Regions from separate parts of the Mustela erminea genome. Here region 2 is linked to region 1. The links are chromatin contacts, called in public Hi-C maps. All regions are on one chromosome and are shown on one strand. Each heading gives the region's core, a stretch centred on a gene start, on an enhancer-like site or on the middle of the called end of the contact. The rest is flanking DNA. Distances are from core to core; before and after follow the strand shown. Region 1 holds the start of LRFN1 (leucine-rich repeat and fibronectin type III domain-containing protein 1). Region 2 has its middle 25 kb from the start of FBXO17.

Evidence for each region. Hi-C and Micro-C count contacts between places; a contact is called where the count stands out from the background.
Region 2: a contact with region 1 is called in a Hi-C map of fibroblasts, with 7 times the contacts expected there. The contact joins the enhancer-like site here to the promoter of LRFN1 in region 1. A contact is called at or near these places in 3 of 3 Hi-C or Micro-C datasets (fibroblasts, skeletal muscle and spleen).

The regions. Positions count from the first base shown.
Region 1 is chr19:15,419,159-15,423,386 of mMusErm1.Pri, reverse strand. It overlaps LRFN1 (leucine-rich repeat and fibronectin type III domain-containing protein 1), which reads right to left and starts at 2,378. Exons shown (of 5, transcript XM_032326202.1): 1 at 2,338-2,378.
Region 2 is chr19:15,574,071-15,577,889 of mMusErm1.Pri, reverse strand. No RefSeq gene overlaps it. Among named protein-coding and RNA genes, the nearest start is that of FBXO17, 25 kb to the left of the region's middle. Within about 2 kb of position 1,954, the one cell type or tissue checked has open chromatin away from gene starts, as enhancers often do. A contact at or near this core is called in fibroblasts, where this site is marked.

The sequences.
Region 1 (4,228 bases), core at 1,129-3,628:
ACTGCTCACCCTCCAAACCCAGGAGTCCAGGACTTTAACCCTTTGTCCTCTATGGGCTCACCAGGCCAGAGAACCCAGCCCCCTCCTCCCTCAAGACCTGGCGTCTGCAACCCGTCTCTTCCTTCTTCAAACTCCAGAGTCTAGGTTTCTTCCTTCCTCAAGATCCAGGAACTGGCCTCCCAGTCACCTTCTCTTGTAGATCCAGGATTTCAGGATCCCAGCGTGTTACAGAGTTCACATCCCAGTCCACCAACTTTGTAGGAAAGAACCAGAGGCTCCCATCCTCGCCATCATACCATTGCCATACCAACATGTTGCGGACACACCAAAACCCACATGGACCGTCTCCACATCTGGATTTCTAGGAACACACCAGCCAGATGTGTGCCCCCACTCTCCGTGGGCTCTTGGCCCGGCATGTGGACACACTTGTGTCCTTGGACACCCCCCTCCACGAAGGACCCCAGCATACCACAGGTCAGGCCACACAGGCTCCAGTCTCACTGGGCCAAGAAGTAAGGTCAGCCCCGTGCCAGGGAGACAAGCACGTGCATACAGATTGCCCTGCACGTATGAACAGATACAACCCCAATCCCCAAAGACCAACACTGACACATAAATGGACTCACAGCACAGACACACACCCTCAAGGTGGACACACCTGCACACAAGCACGCATGTACAGCACTGACTTTCCTTTGCACATTCATACATACCCACAGACACACACAGCAGAGAAACCTGTGTGCCCCCTTGCAGACAACCAGATTCATGCTTCTATAACAGACACACACGTGCACACTTGCCAACACACAGGGGCCCATACATACAACATATACTCACTTGCACATACAGGTGACACACAGGTGCAGGCTCTTAAATGCCCAGACACAATCCTACACACTCACACAACTTCACATATCCCCAAGGTGCATGGTCACAAAACTGCTCCATCCCCACACCGCCAGATGCACAAATGCACACACCAGCAGATACACACCTCACACATACACATAACTACAAGCACACACAGGCAACACAAAAACTGATAATCAAGCCCACAGGCACAAAAAGATCCACCTTGCACACACATTCTGAGATGTTCACTCATGACAGACACATACTCACACAACAGCCCTGGGAGGGACATTACACACTTCCAAAATGCACATAAAATATTGAACCACAGTGGCATAGTCAACAGATAGGCATACATTCACACACACAGTCATGAACACGCATCCCTCCCAGCCCTGAGGTACCCCCGCCCCACCTACATCCCAGCTCAAAGAAATCCTAACATCCTTCCCTCCCAGCACATCCTCCCCCACCCCCAACCGAGGCACCTGCCAGGGCCTGAGGTCAGAGTTCAGCAGGTGGAGTCTCAAAGGGTTGGGGGGCTGAGTCCTAGAGCCCCGCTGCAAGGCAATCCTCCCTCCAGCCGCCCAAAGATCCCCCGGCCTGGCCATCTGTATGCCGGCAACTCAGGCAGGCCGTATCTGCGGAGATCTGGCGGGTGGGGGGATTGGGGTGGGGTGGGTGGGGAAGGGCCGGGTCTGTGCCCCTCCCCTCCAGCCCATCTGTCCATCCCTCGGCCTCTCATCCCTCCATCTGTCCACCTACCGGCCGCCCATCCCCCCCCACCTCCCAGGCACCGGGAAGGGGAAGACATGGCCGTCTCCCCCAAGGACCGCTGAGGACCCCCCAGTTGACATGGACCGAGGAAGCGGCAAACTCCCCTCCCCCAACCCACACAGAGGCCTGGACCCACAAGAACGAGCCCCAGCCCCTAGCCGGGAACCTGAGGTGGACGCACAGACACACACCCTCAGAGACATGCAACCCGCAGACACACATACACACACACACACAACACAAATGGACACCCAAACGGGCACACCCGGCTACACAAACCCTAGGATGGACATCCAACCTGGACCCAAACACCCAACGCAGCCAGCCCCGCGCACACTGGCTGGGGGTGGGGGGAGGCGGGGGGCACCCACACCTGGGCACACAGCCCACGCACACACACCTGCACACAGCCCCTCCGATGGACGCGCGACAGCCCCCCAGACACACAGCCAGAGGGGCAGCCACTCAGGGGGACACGCGCGCGGCCGGACACAGCACCTCGGCTCGACACCCCGCACACACCCGGATGGCCACACAAGCAGGGCGCCGCACACGCCGGCGCCGGGCACACACAGGGCCGCGCGAGCGCACGCCGGGCCCGCCGCAGCGCCGCGGACACACACTCACGCTCGCACGCTCACACCCGCGCTCCCACCGGCGCCCCCGCCCGCCGCCTCCCGGGCCGCTGCGGGCCGCGCTCACCCAGCCCGGGGGGGCCCAGGGCCCGGCCCCGCCGCCGCCGCCTCGCTCCGCGCCATGGTGGGGGGAGGGCCGGGGGAGGGGGCGCGGTGCCGCGGGGCCGCCTCCCTCCCGCCTCCCGCCCTCCCTCCTGAGCCGCCGCCGAGCTCCGCCCTCCGCGCCGCCCGCCGCCAGAGCCCAGCCGCCACCACCGCCGCAAGGGGGGAGGGGGCGCCGACCGGAGGGGCGGGCGGGGCGGCCGCACCGCCCAGACCCCCGCCCGGGGACGCGCGGCAGACCCCTTTCCACTGCGGAGCCACCGGCCCGCCCCCGACCCCTCCCCAGCCCCACCTCCAGCCCTGCCGGCTTCCCCCGAGACCCCCCCCAGACCACGCCCCAACTGGCGTGGGGACTCGGATCTCGCAGCTGAGACCTGGGATCATGTCCCAATACCCAGGGGAACCTCAGACCATGCCTTACCTCTTCTGAGGATCCAAACCATGTTCTACAGCCACCCAGGAACCCACAAACCTTGTCCTACTCTCCTTGGTGACCTCAGACTCTGCCCCATACTCCAGTGGGAGCCCCAGGTCATATCCCAGCACCAAAGGGGGATCCAGAGCAACCCCCTGCAGGGACCCTAAATCACACTATAACATTCAGGTAGACCCCAGACCATGCCCCAGCTTCCAGAGAGGACCCAAACCATATTTCAACATCCAGGGAGATACCAGATCATGTCTTACTTCCTTTGGGGACCCAAACCATGTCCTTGTGCATCTTGGGGGCCCCCCAGCCATGTCCTTCCACTCTCTAGGACCATGAACCATTCCCTGACCCCCCAGGAGGGACTCCAGACCATGTCTAATTTCTAGGGGGACCCCAAGATGTCTCTTTTTCCCCCTACCTTTCCTCACTACCTCCCATCAGACCCCAGATCATCCTTCCCTCTAAAGCCCCCCTTGGTTTCCAGAACCCCTGATTTGTGCCAGATTCTTTCCCTCCTGTTCCTACTCTTTTTTTTTTTTTTGGACCCTGCAGACCCTTCCCCCTCCCTGTGACTTCCATGGATCCCAGGATTCTTTGCTCCTTCCTAGGTTAGACTCCTTTCTTGCAAAACTCCTACCCAATAGCTGACCCCCCAGTCCCTCCCCAAAATCCCATTGAGTATCTCAGGCCACTCTCCACCTTTTTCTGAGATACTCAGAAACCAACAAGGCCTCCCCTCCAAATCCATCTTATGGCAGACCCCCAGCTCCTTGGCAGCTCAAACCCTTCCCATTTTTGGATCCCACTGTATCAAGGTCCTCTGTCAAACCCCTTCCCTAAATTCCTCCTAGTCACATCATCATCACTTGTAGCCTGCCCTGTCTCCCAGATCCAGGGCACCTCTGCAAAACCTCCCCTTTAGTGAATCTTGACCCCACTCACCACCATTAGATGCCCCCTGGGGACACCCACGATCCTCCCCACCAATCTCCAGATTCCAACATCACCACCGTTATCACCACCTCCAGCCAGGCACCACCACCACCACCCTGGTTCCTGATGCTCCCTGATGGGGTGTGGAGGTCCTGGGCTGGGAAGATGGAGAGAGAGAATAGTTAACAACCACAAAAGTGGACAAGTGTCCAGTGCTACTGTGTGCCAGGGATGGCACAGCTTCCTACATGACTCCATTGACTCCTCCCAGGTGCCAGATGAGGAGGTCCCATCACACCCCTATTTTACAGATGAGGAAAACTTAACCACATAGAGGTTAGTTAATTCGCCTCAAGTTACACAGGTAACAAATGGCAGGAAGTGCAAGGAAAAGAAGGCCATGGCCGGCCTGGGATGGAAAAGGGAGATCCACGGAGATGGGGAAACAAAGAGCTTGAGCCCAAGTATCTCTGGCCCTATCCACCTGTTGACC
Region 2 (3,819 bases), core at 705-3,204, 150 kb before region 1:
TCCTCCCATCACCGCGACCTGAATAAAGTGCTGTCATCTCAGCTACTGGAGTTGCTTTTTAAACCAACAAGACTCTGTGAAGCATACAGATTTCAAAAGAGCACAAAAACAAGAACGTTTAATGCTGGCGAAGATACTTTAAAAGTGCCTGTTCCCCGGAAAGGTGGGGAGTGTAAACTGGATCCGCGTAGCACAATTGGGCAATGTGCGTCCCAGGCCGCTGGGAGGCAGCAGAGGGCAGTTAGCGAGAGCCTTGCCTAGGAGTCAAAACTGGGGATGAGCCCGGGCTCTGCCCTATCAGCTTGTGCGCCTTGAGCAAATAAAGTTACTTCTCTAAGCTTTGGTTTCCTCTGCGAAGCCGGAATAATCATAGCCCTTGTTGTTAAAATTACACAGCTTAGCTCCCTGCATGGGAACTGTTACTATTATTAAATCTTAAAGTTGTACACATATACCCATTTCCTTTGACCCAGCAGTTCCATTTGTGGTAATCTATTTAAAGAAAATAATTAGAGGTGTGCACAAATATTTAACTGCTTGAATTTGTGGGGCAGGGGGAGGTATTATTTATAATAGCAAAATGTTTATCACAGCTTAGATGGTCAATAAGAAACGGTAGTTAAACTAGAGTTCATTGCTAGAATGGCATCTATGCAGTGGCGAAAACTAATGTTCTTGAAGAAAATGACGTGCAGGGATATTGGTGAGATTTCTGACCTTGTTTTTAGAAACATGTAAAATTCTTTATAAATGTGTGCCCCTCTGTTAAAAAACAAAAAAGGAAGGTAAATGTACAGGAAAAAAAGGACTCATCACTCATTCATTAATTGCTTCCCCAGACATTAATTAAATGGCTACTATGTCTTAGACACTGTGCTGGGGAGCGGCATGGGGGCTGAGGATGCACTTAGCATTTAACAGTATCTTTGAGGAGGTGGAATTAGGACTCATCCCAACCATCCATTCAACAAATGTTTGTTGGCCATCTACATGCCAGTAGTGCAAGGGCACTGGGCACGCACGGTGAACAAGACAGACAAAAACCCATGCTCTCCTGGAGCTGACATTTCAGTAGAGGAAACAACCAAAAAAACAAATTACAATGAGCTAATCATCTAGTTTGTTAGAAGGTGATCAGAGCAGGAAAATATGAAAAAAACGATAAGGGGTGGGGGGAGTTAGTAACTTGCAAGTGGGATGTTTGCCGCTGTAGTTCGAGTGGGAAGGAATAAACTCACTGATAAGGTGCTAGTTGAGTAAAACCCCCGAGGGAAGGGAGGAGCCCTGAGGATCCAAGAAGGAAGAGTCTGTCCCAGACAGAAAGAACAGCCAAAGACCTAAAGAGGTGGGAGAGCTCCGGATATTTTTTCTGGATGAGCAAGGTAGCTGGGACCCAGCGAGTGAAATCATAGGAGAGGATGTCCGGGTTTCATTTATGGATTTTGTTGTTGTTTCCTTTTTTTTTTTTTTTTAAACGAATTAATTACTTTTTAAAAACTTACAGAAAAGATTAAGATCAAATAGTGTCTTGGTTCCAGGTCAAGTTCCTGGACTCAGACTGTTGTTCAAAACTCATTTCGACTTCCTGTAATCCTGAGGCAGCTAATTCATGCCTTTGAGCCTCAGTTCCTTTATCTGTAAAGTGGGTATTGATAATACGATAGAGTTTTAGTGAGTATTTAGTGAGACAATGCAAAGAAAGCATTTGGCCAGGTGAGCGGCACGTACCCCACAAACTCGTTTTGGGGTTAGGTGGGACTCCTACACGAGGATAGTCATTTCCCCTTTAAGAACCCGATTGGGCGGGGAGCCAGCGTCCCCCCGCACCCTTTCCAAATTTTCCAATCCCCGCTTGGCATTTTCTGCCCGAAGGTCTCCGATTGGACAATCTGCGCCAATCAGAGGCTGGAGCGGGCTCTGCCAATGGCCCAGCTCCGCCCCTGAGTGGGCCCTGCCCCCTGCCCGGTCAGCCCCGTTGCTATGGGGACTGGTGGGCGGCGAGGGGGGAAAGCCCCGGATGTTCGTTGGGGATTTAACATGGCGGCGGCAGTGGCCGCGGTGACGGCGGCGCAAGAGAGCTGAGGGCGGTGTGAGTGTTTGGAATTCCCGGTCAAGCAGCTAGGCCGCGAGCGACTGCAGCGCCGAGCCGGTAGGATCACCGGTCTCGCCAGGGGATTGGGGAGGGCCGGGAGACGGCGGTGGGAGAGCGTTCACGCAAGTAGGGGGCGGGGTCGGTGGGGTCAAAGTTCACTCGCTGAGGGAAGGGTCGCCTCGGAGAGGTCAGAGGTTAGTGCTGCTGGGGACGGTGGTGTAGAGGAGATCCGGAGGTCAAACTAGCGAAGGGGGGCGTGGCGAAGGGGACCACAAAGTTCGAAATTTGAAGTGGGGCCCGTTCGAGGGGGTCGGGGCAAGTGTCAGAAAAGGGGGTCAAAATTAGTTATTTGAAGGGAGGGTGCACTTCCTAGAGTCAGAGTTCGAAACCGTGAGGGCGGTGGTATGGAGGTTTACCGACGGCAGCCAGCGGAGCAGATGCATGAGATTTGGGGGTGGGGGTGTACCTTTTGAAGGGATCAGATGTGGGGCGTGGCCAAAGGGGGCAAAGGTCCCAATCTGACAGATGTCATACCTGAGGGGTCAATAGTTAAAACCTTAGCGGGAGGCTTTGCTGCGGAGGACGGGAGGGATGCCCCAGAGAGAGATCAAGGGTGCTTCCTGGCGGGGCAAAGGGGAGCCCTCTCCCACACATAGTGGAAATAATGGCAAACACTGATAAATCACTATGTGTCAGGTCATTTCATATGCTTTACATATATTTAATCCTCATTGCATATATTTAATCCTCATTGCAACCTTATGCGGTTGGTCCAGGATCATCTAATGAGTAAGTTGTGGGGTTAGGATTCAGAATCGAGTTCTGGTCCCAGAGAGATACTATGCTCTACTGCCCCTCAAATAATCACAATTCTGGCTAATACTTAATGAGGGCTAACGTTGCACTCAGCGCTCTCGTTTCATTATACCACAAGTTTGTGAAGTGGGTAGTGGGTAGACCCACTTCCCAGACAGGAAAACTGAGGCTCAGGTCTATCTGCAGAGTAACACCGGCAATTTCCAACCTGGGTCTTTCGGATTCCCGAGCTTCTAACCCCCCGTTGTTACACTGTAGCCTGGAAGATCTGTTCCTGGAAGCAGGGGCCTTGGGCAAGGCCAAGCCACTCCCTGGACTGGAATGGATTGTCTTTGGGCTCCATGGAAGGGTGTGATCTGGGAAGAGAAGTTCTCATGGACCCATGGGAGTAGGGTGTTTGTGGGTGGCCCAGAGTCCAATGAGTCTGATGGGCTTCTGACTGGGAAAGGTGCCCCTGAGTGGGATCCAGTACAAAGCCTAGTGTTCTCTGTACTTAAGACCCCAGTCTCTACTGATGGTCCCAGATTGCTCCCACTTCATTTCCTACAGCTCTCCTTGTCGCTTCTCAAGTTTCAGCCCCACCGGCCTGTTTGCTGTTCTTCAACTCTGCAGGCATATGCCACCCTCTAGGTCTTTGACCTTCCTATTAACTCTGCCTGGAATCCTCTCCCTGGCCCCAGCCCCATACTCACCGTCACCCACGTGCAGCACTTCTAGCATCACCTGCCTCTCACTGTCCCTCACACACTCTTTATCTCCCTGTCTGGTTTTCTCCCCAGGCCCTTGTGCTTACCTTGTTTGTCAGGGCACCATGTGTTGTCTGCCTCCCCCCACCCCAAGAATGTTGACCCCATATGGCAGGAATTTCTCCATGTTATTTCTTCCCCGAATCCCCCCTGGAGCACTGTGGG